2 separate regions of the Macaca mulatta genome follow, and region 2 is linked to region 1. A link is a contact called in public Hi-C data. All regions are on one chromosome and are shown on one strand. The core of a region is the stretch at or near the end of the contact, and the rest is flanking DNA. Distances in the headings are between cores, read along the strand shown. Region 1 holds the start of FAM117A (family with sequence similarity 117 member A). Region 2 holds the start of NXPH3 (neurexophilin 3).

What was found. A called contact is a pair of places that touch in the nucleus more often than the background predicts.
Region 2: a Hi-C map of fetal cortex germinal zone shows a contact between it and region 1, with 2.8 times the contacts expected there. The contact joins the promoter of NXPH3 here to the promoter of FAM117A in region 1. A contact is called at or near these places in 5 of 14 Hi-C or Micro-C datasets (CD4 T cells, cortical neurons, fetal cortex germinal zone and 2 more).

What each region holds. Positions count from the first base shown.
Region 1 is chr16:60,216,962-60,220,833 of T2T-MMU8v2.0, forward strand. It overlaps FAM117A (family with sequence similarity 117 member A), which reads left to right and starts at 1,761. Exons shown (of 8, transcript XM_077971239.1): 1 at 1,761-1,863. KAT7 (lysine acetyltransferase 7) reads right to left here and starts at 2,248. Exons shown (of 12, transcript XM_077971234.1): 1 at 2,077-2,248. The coding sequence starts at 2,091.
Region 2 is chr16:60,437,836-60,441,707 of T2T-MMU8v2.0, forward strand. It overlaps NXPH3 (neurexophilin 3), which reads right to left and starts at 1,670. Exons shown (of 2, transcript NM_001266633.2): 1 at 1,489-1,670. The coding sequence starts at 1,542. It overlaps LOC144335610 (a long non-coding RNA gene), which reads left to right and starts at 3,708. Exons shown (of 7, transcript XR_013406560.1): 1 at 3,708-3,872.

The DNA of each region.
Region 1 (3,872 bases), core at 511-3,010:
TAAGAAAGAAGACAGGCCGGGCGCGGTGGCTCAAGCCTGTAATCCCAGCACTTTGGGAGGCCGAGATGGGCGGATCACGAGGTCAGGAGATCGAGACCATCCTGGCTAACACGGTGAAACCCCGTCTCTACTAAGAAATACAAAAAATAGCCGGGCGAGGTGGCAGCGCCTGTAGTCCCAGCTACTCGGGAGGCTGAGGCCGGAGAATGGCGTGAACCCGGGAGGCGGAGCTTGCAGTGAGCTGAGATCCTGCCACTGCACTCCAGCCTGGGCTACAGAGCGAGACTCTGTCTCAAAAAAAAAAAAAAAGAAAAAAAAGAAAGAAGACTGGGGCCCTATTTCAAGGCACCAATATTATTCCTGCATTTAGTGAGCCTTAACACACATACCACCGGCTGGGCGCGGTGGCTCATGCCTTCAATCCCAGTACTTTGGGAGGCCGAGGCGGGTGGATCACCTGAGGTCAGGAGTTCAAAACCAGCCTGACCAACATGGTGAAATCCTGTCTCTACTAAACACACAAAAATTAGCTGGGCGTCATGGAATCCGCCTGTAATCCCAGCTACTAGGGAGACTGAGGCAGGAGAATCGCTTGAAGCCGGGAGACAGAGGTTGCAGTGAGCCGAGATCATGCCATTGCACTCCGACCTGGGCAACAAGAGCAAAACTCCATCTTAAAAAAAAAAAAAAAAAAAAAAAAAACCATACATACCACCCACCAGCTGAGATCATTTTAGGAGACATTAAAAAGCATACATTTTCAGCCTGAAAAACCTCTGTGAAGAGAAAGATTTCTACTGAAATGAGCAAGAATACCACCCAGTTTTCCAAATATCTCAAGGGTAACCTGCCAGGAAATGAGCAAGAATCACAGAAAATGTCTAAAATAAGCAAGAATCACAGAAAACAGCTAAAATGAAGGGGGAATCTTAAAAGTCACCATTATAGTCTAATTATCTAGATATTTAAAGCGTTGATGTGAGACTTGTTCCTTCCTGGCTTGATCCTGGAACTCAGCTCTTCCCTGTGGCTTTTACCAGTATACCTCCCATTGTACTCCAGAGCAGACCAACTGCTCCTTCACTTCCTTCCTGTAACACTTTGTATACACCTCCAAGCAGAGAACTTACTAGATCGTCCTAAGGTTATTCATGTCTGTTTTCTCCTATCGGGCTGTGATACCCTTAAGCCAGGGATCACGTCTAATAAATTTCTGAATCGTCAGCAACCACCGCGCAGAAAGTAATCAATAGACATTTGTTCAATTGAGTTAGATTTGTTCTATATTCTGGACCTGCCACTGCCTGAGTGGCTTGCGGCACTCCATGGACCTCCGTTAGTTCAACTGTAAGAAGTAGGGGGCCATTCCTGGGTGACCTCCTAAGTCCCTTCTAATTCTAGAAGTTTTCGGTTTTTGCCAACTGCATTTTCTAGGAGCTGTCGAACTAGCAAGTAAAGATTACCGCTTGGAGGCAACTGGCCTGAGTGGGATCCCCTGGGAGTGGGCGCCGGCTTCCCACCACCCAGTCTTCTGCTTTGTTGTGCCCCTCACCTGGAAAGTAACGAGGCCTCCAAAACCCCGCCTCTGCACCTATCAGCGTCCCCGCTCGGAAAGGCGGGGATTCGGGCCACCCAATCGAGGTCCGCCTAAGCCGCGCCCCCACAGGACAGACTGCCAACCCCGACCAATCAGGAGAGGAGGGATCGTTCTCTCCAGCCAGTGGGAGAGCGCTAGGGCCGGGGCCAGACACCGCCCCCGCACGCGGGGAGGTGACCGTTGAGCCCAAACAGGCGGCGTCACCAGCCAATCAATATGCTTCCTGACGTTTCAGCGACCAATTAATAAGAACGCCTCCGATCCAGGCAAGCAGAGGGCGGGAATAGTTGCAAGCATAGGCCGAGGCCAGGGTCGGGCCCACATTTTTCTGTTGGATATGGACAGAAGAGAGGGTGGCTGAGCAAGGTTCGGGGGAGCGGGAAGTTGGGACCCAAGCACTGTGAGGCGTGGCCAACTGCGTCACGGTGCTCAATCGACTGTCCTTAGAAACCCGCCATCCCTCCTCTCCCGTTTCTCACCTTCCTTCGCGGCATTGCCGGCGGCTGCGGCCCGACGGTTCCGATTCGGGCAGCGGCGGCAGCAGCAGCAGGAACGGTGGCTCCGGCGGGCTCCGTGGCGGCCTCTGTAGCAGTCCCAATCCTGCGGACGATCCCTAGTGCCTCCTGCCTCTCAGCGTCTGGAGCGTTCTGCGCAGGCGCCGCGGGCTGAAGCGCTTTTTCCTTCACTTCCGGCTGGGTCTCGCGTCCCCTGACGTTACGGGCCAAAGAGGGTGCTGGGAGATTAGATCCTTTTGGTGAAGCTAGTGGGCGCCATTTTGAAGTTGGGCAGAAAGTGACTCCAGTGGTGGAATCCGGGGCCAGCCATTTTTAGTTAACGCGAGTGGCGCTGTTTGTGGGCGTGGGTAGCCATTCTTGTTTGGGGCAGAAGCCTGACAGTTGATGTAAACGGTTCTCATCTTTACCTAGGGCAAAATTTCCCTTCCCGGTCGTTTTAATTTCCAGAGTCGAGGAAGGAAACCCCCCGGAATCCATCAGGTTGCTGAGATTAGATTTAACCCCTTCGTTGCCTGATTGTTTAAAGGACGTTTCCGTTTATTACATAAACTCAAAAGTTGCAGAGGGATGTTTTGTGAAAGAAACTTTGTATTTTAAGAACCATCCTGGTGCCGAAGGGGTGGGAATGGGGAATTGAAAAAGGAACTAAAGGCTAGCGTCCGCCATCAGGAAGTTTCCTGTCTGGTAGAGGAGACATTGTCCTTGCTCTTAGCTAACAGCAAGTAAGTTAGTTGATGTCGCGGGGAGGAGGCAAAACCATTCTCCAGAAGCTGCAGCTCAAAGAATTCCCAATTTAGCTCTGTGGCGAGCGCCCACTTCCTTCCCGCACTGTGTTTGGGTTTGAGACCACTGGGGGCCCTGGGGTGAAAAATGTGATTTGAAAGTGTCCCGGGAATGCAGTACCAGAGTCAGAAAAGCATTGAACCGCATTTAGCTCAAATGACCTCTGGAATCCAGATGCTTGAGGCGGAGGAAGAAGAGGGAATGTTTTTACTGAAGCTGAAGCCCCCAAAAGAATGGAAATTTGAATAATAATGAGAGGGCCTAGGAAGGAGAGGTTGGTCACTGATACTAGGCTGAAAGAAGAGCCTTAAGAAAAGGCTGGAAAGTGGAGAGCAGGCGTTGAAGATTTAACCTCTCTGGAGGAAAAGCCTTGAGAGGACCAAGTCTTGCCCAATTGCGGCTGGGTGGAACCCAGGCACGCTCAGTCATTAAGTTAGGATCCCTAACCCCAATTTCAATCTGAGGCCCCTTTAGATGGAGATTTCCCCCCGTTAAGATGGAGATTTTCCCCAGGGGCTAAAGAACAAAGTAGCAGAAGGTAAACATCTGATTGATGTGCTAAGTAAAGAACTCAAAAGAGTTAAAGTTCCAGACCCTTAGCCAGCACTCTCCTTGGGGATGTCCTGGGCCAGTGTTGACACAGGCAGCTTTTAGTATTTAATACTTAGCTTTTAGTGCTTAGTATAAATACCTTTGATAACCTACTTAGGTTGAACTGCACGTAAGAACTTACTTGAAAATGGCTCACATTACTTCTTCCTTTGTAGCCCCTCACCACTTAAGCATTTAATTTCATACCATTACTCTGTTATTTTGCACTTACTGATATGTTCCTGAGGTTACATTTGAATGTTCTGGCTCCCCAACTGGTGGTAAGAATCTCTTATATTAAGAGCATATCTCAATTATTTCATACCATCCTTCTTTTTTTTCTCTCTCTCTTCTTCTTCTTTTTTTTTTTTCTTCCTAGATAGAGT
Region 2 (3,872 bases), core at 420-2,919, 220 kb after region 1:
AGGTAGGAGTTCTTATCCCCATTTCACAGATAAGGACACTGGGGCTCAGAGTTTAACACTACAAGGCTGAGTTCACATAGGGTCAGCCCTTCCGTTACACTGCACACTCCTGGCCTCACAGATCAGATGTGTCTTTTTGAAAGGGTTTTTACCCAGGCGCCATCCGCCTCTGGAATCTGCAGGGGCTCATCCTCCCTCTGCTGGATCAGCTATGGTGACAACCCACACCTGGGGAGATTCCTGGAGGCGCCACAGGGAGAGTGGGACAGCAGTGGAGGGCATCAGGGGGTTGACAGGGCTTCCTGAGGGCGCAGCCTGGCTGCGTGTTTGCTCAGCATTTGAAAGCAACCACTCTCCCTAGGTGTCTTTACTACCAGCACCAGGGGCATCTGGATTTGGCGGTGACACTGGGGTGGGGACAGTAGGGCTCCAAGGGGCTGTGGGCTCCTCATGCCTGTGTTCTGGTCTGGGTGGTGCCGGCAGCTGTGTGCTGTGGCCGAGTCTGTCTCTGCCCCACAGTTCAGGCTGGCCCTGACTGCCAGGCCCCAGAGGTGGGGTAGAGGGACGGCTAGGAGGGGAGGCTCGGGGACTCGGTCCAGGGCTGCAGACCTGTAGGTACTTGTTCCTGGGGATCACGGCTGAGTGGCTGGAGGGTAAAGCTGGGGCCGTGAGAAGGGAAGGGCTCTTCCCACCGTGGCATGGGGCGGTGGCAAGGGGCTTGTTGATTAAAGGGTCAGGTCCAGATGCGGGGCTGAGGCTTCTCCACGACAGTATTGCGGGGAGGGTTGGCGGGCGCTCGGTCGGAGGGGAGTTAAGCCCCTGGGCTGGGTTCGGGGAGGGGTTCCCCGGCGCCGTGGGTCGCCGAGAAGCCGCGGAGCCGGCGCACGGGGAGCGGGCTCTGGGCGCTCAGCTCAGCTGCTGCGAGCGCCCGGGGCGGGAGCCGCCTGCCCAGGTCCTGTGGGGCTCCGGCTGCGCGCAGCCAGGAGAGGAGAGGAAAACAACAGGCGGGGAGGGAGGGAGCGGGAGGGAAGGCGGGAGGGAGGGACGCGGGGGCCGCCCCCCGCCTGGACCGGCTCCGCGCTCTGGGGGACCCAGAACCCGGGGCTCTCGGAGTACCGGAGGTCAGGGGAAAAGCCTGCAGGTCACGACCCGCGCCCCATCGCCCCCACTTCCGCGGTCCTGAGGCTCCGGGAAGGGGTCGGGTAACCCCGGCGACCCCGCTCCGGGCCTTTTTCCGAGCGCCAGTCGCACCTCCAGCCACCCGCCGCGGAGTGGGTGGGCCAGCCAAGCACCCTCTTCCCGCCCCTATTAACCCTATCTGTCCAGTCTCCGGCCTCGGACCCGCCCTCTCCCCCAGCCTCCAGTCTTCCCCGCCATCCCCGGCATGTCGGGGGAAGGGAGAAAGTTTCAGGGCTCGCAAGCTTCCCGCGCTCTCCCCTGATCCTCCGGGCCCCCGCCCCTCTGCGCAGCTCCCCGCGGACCACTCACCAGATAGAGGCTACCCTGCACCAGGAACACGAAGCAGCAGCGAGTCAGTTGCATCTTCCTCCTCCGCTCTCGTCCCCTCGTTCTCCTCTTCTCTTTACGGGGTCCCAGGCCTCTTCGTCCCCTTCCTGCTCCTTCAGGCGCGCCGTCCCATGCTCCAGTCCCCGGCGGCCCGCGGCCCTCCCCTCAGCCGGTCGCCCAGGGCCGACCCCGCCCCCTTCGGTCCAGCTGTGCAGCCGCCGCCCCCTTCCCCTGGTCCAGCTGCGCGCGGCGCGGCCCCCGCTCGAGGTCCCAGATGTGCGCCCCGAGCGCCTCGAAGGGCTCCAGCTGCGCCGTGGCTCTGCTGCTCCAGATCTGCGCTCGGCGCCCCGCTCGGCTCCAGCGGCGCCGCTCTCGCCCAGATGTGCTAGGGACCTGCGCGCGCGCCCGTCCTTGACGCTAATTCCCCCGACCAGGCTGCTCCACCCGCCCCGTCGCGGCGCGCCCCCTGGCGGACGCCCCCGGCCGCGCGGAGCCCAGGCTACCCGCTCCCCGCGCTGCGCCCCGCCAGACTAGAGCGCTCCTGGCGCCCAGGCGGCTCCCGCTTCCTCGTCCCTCCCACCGGCGGCGGCGGCGGCGGCAGGTACAGTGAGCCCAGCCGGTACCTCCGGAGTTAACTCCTCCCCTGCCGGCCCGCAGCCCGGGGACCTAGGACGCGGGCTCTCCAGCGCGGAGGGGACGGCACGCGGGGGCAGAGTAGCTCTTGGAGAGGAAGGGAGAGGGTGGTGGCCGGGGGATAGGGACCCTACCGTTTCCACCCCTCTGGCAGGGCGCCTGTTCCCCGGGAGCGGGCAGCAAGAATCTGCTGCCCTGCCCCCAACTCAGGAATCCTAGAATTAAGAAAGATCCTTTTTTTTCAAAACCTGTTCTAAGAGCCAAAACCTGCGCTGAGGGAAGTCCTTCTGGGTGTCTAGCCTGCACTCCTTTTGTTATGATGTCTGCTCCTTCCCTCTTCTACTTTACTTGGAGGGGCTGAGATAATCCCTGGACCTCCTGGGTCCAGCCACTGTGACAGGAAGTATTTGGCTGGGCCCCCGAGCTGAAAAGGCTGATAGGAGCCGGGCTAGATTCTGGGGCCGCGGGCAGGTCCTGAGAAGCTGGAGAGTGAGGGGAGCAAGGCCTTCCTGGAGGCTGTCCCTTCATTATTCACTACTTGCCCTCTCTAAGCCACAGGGGTCACCAGGCCGACAGCGGCTCCTATCCCAGCGGGGTCTCTGCAAACCTCCAGGGCAAGGAGGAAGAACACAACCCTGATCTGAGATTCCCAAAGTTGGGGCCCATCCTGCATCACCCCCACTCCATATCTTCAGGTCTCCCTCCTGGAATTCCAGGGTCCCTTTAGTCTTTAGAAAAATGAAAGGTCAAGTCCTGGCTCCCCTTGGAGGCTATGAAGGTGAGGAGGCACCCCATCATTTGAAGTGGTCCCAGCTTGGGCTGGGCACAAGGGGCACAGTGGGTGGGCACTCTGCTCTGTGGCCCTCCAAGGCCCAGCTTGGTCCCGTGGCTGCAACCCCGGCACGCACCCAGCCTCCTCCCCCACCATCTGCCAGGCGGGTGCGCGGGGAATGCAGATGAATCTTAATATCAGCCTGGGCCAAGTGCGATGAGGGAGACAGATTCTGCAAAACCCAGACAGCATCACAGAACCCCCTGCATTTCCAGGCACCCTGGGCCGTACCAAGATGCAACAGCTCTTTCCTGGTGGGGGGGTGGGGGGGTGGAGGCGTGCATGTCTAGTCAAAGACCCTCCATAGCCGGGGGAGGAAGGAACAGGCAAATCTTTGGCCTCTAAGCCTCTGGTCCGGCTGGGAGGGAGAAGCTGTTGGCCTGAGTGTGGGCAGCTGGTTCCGGCGCTCAGCTAGGCAGGGGCGTAGCTGGGCCCACTCCTTGTCTGGTTTCCAGAAGGTCCTGTCCCTAGGAGAGCTGTGTGGCCCAGCAGAAAGAGCACAGGTTTTCAGGCCAGACAGTCCCAGATTCTGTTCCAGACCTGGCTGTGTGACCTTGGGCAGGTTACTTTGGTTCTCTGATGTCCGTTTCCTGATCTGTTCTTGCAAGAACCAAATGAGACAAAATGTGCAAACAAAGCGCAGGCACAATGGCTGGCGGGCAGTCGTAGGAGTGCAATAAACGGAAGTTCTCGCTCCTCCACTTCCCACACATTTGCTCTGGCTGCTCCTCCTGCCAGGCTTGCCCTTACTCCCCTCTTGGTCATTTCTGGCTCTCGCTTTGTTCAAGTTTCCCCTCCGCATTTATCCATCACCCACTGGCCGAGCCTGTCCGCCGTGCCAGGCGCCAGGCCAGGGGTTGAGATAGAGATGAATGGGACACCGTCCCTGCCCTCAAGGATC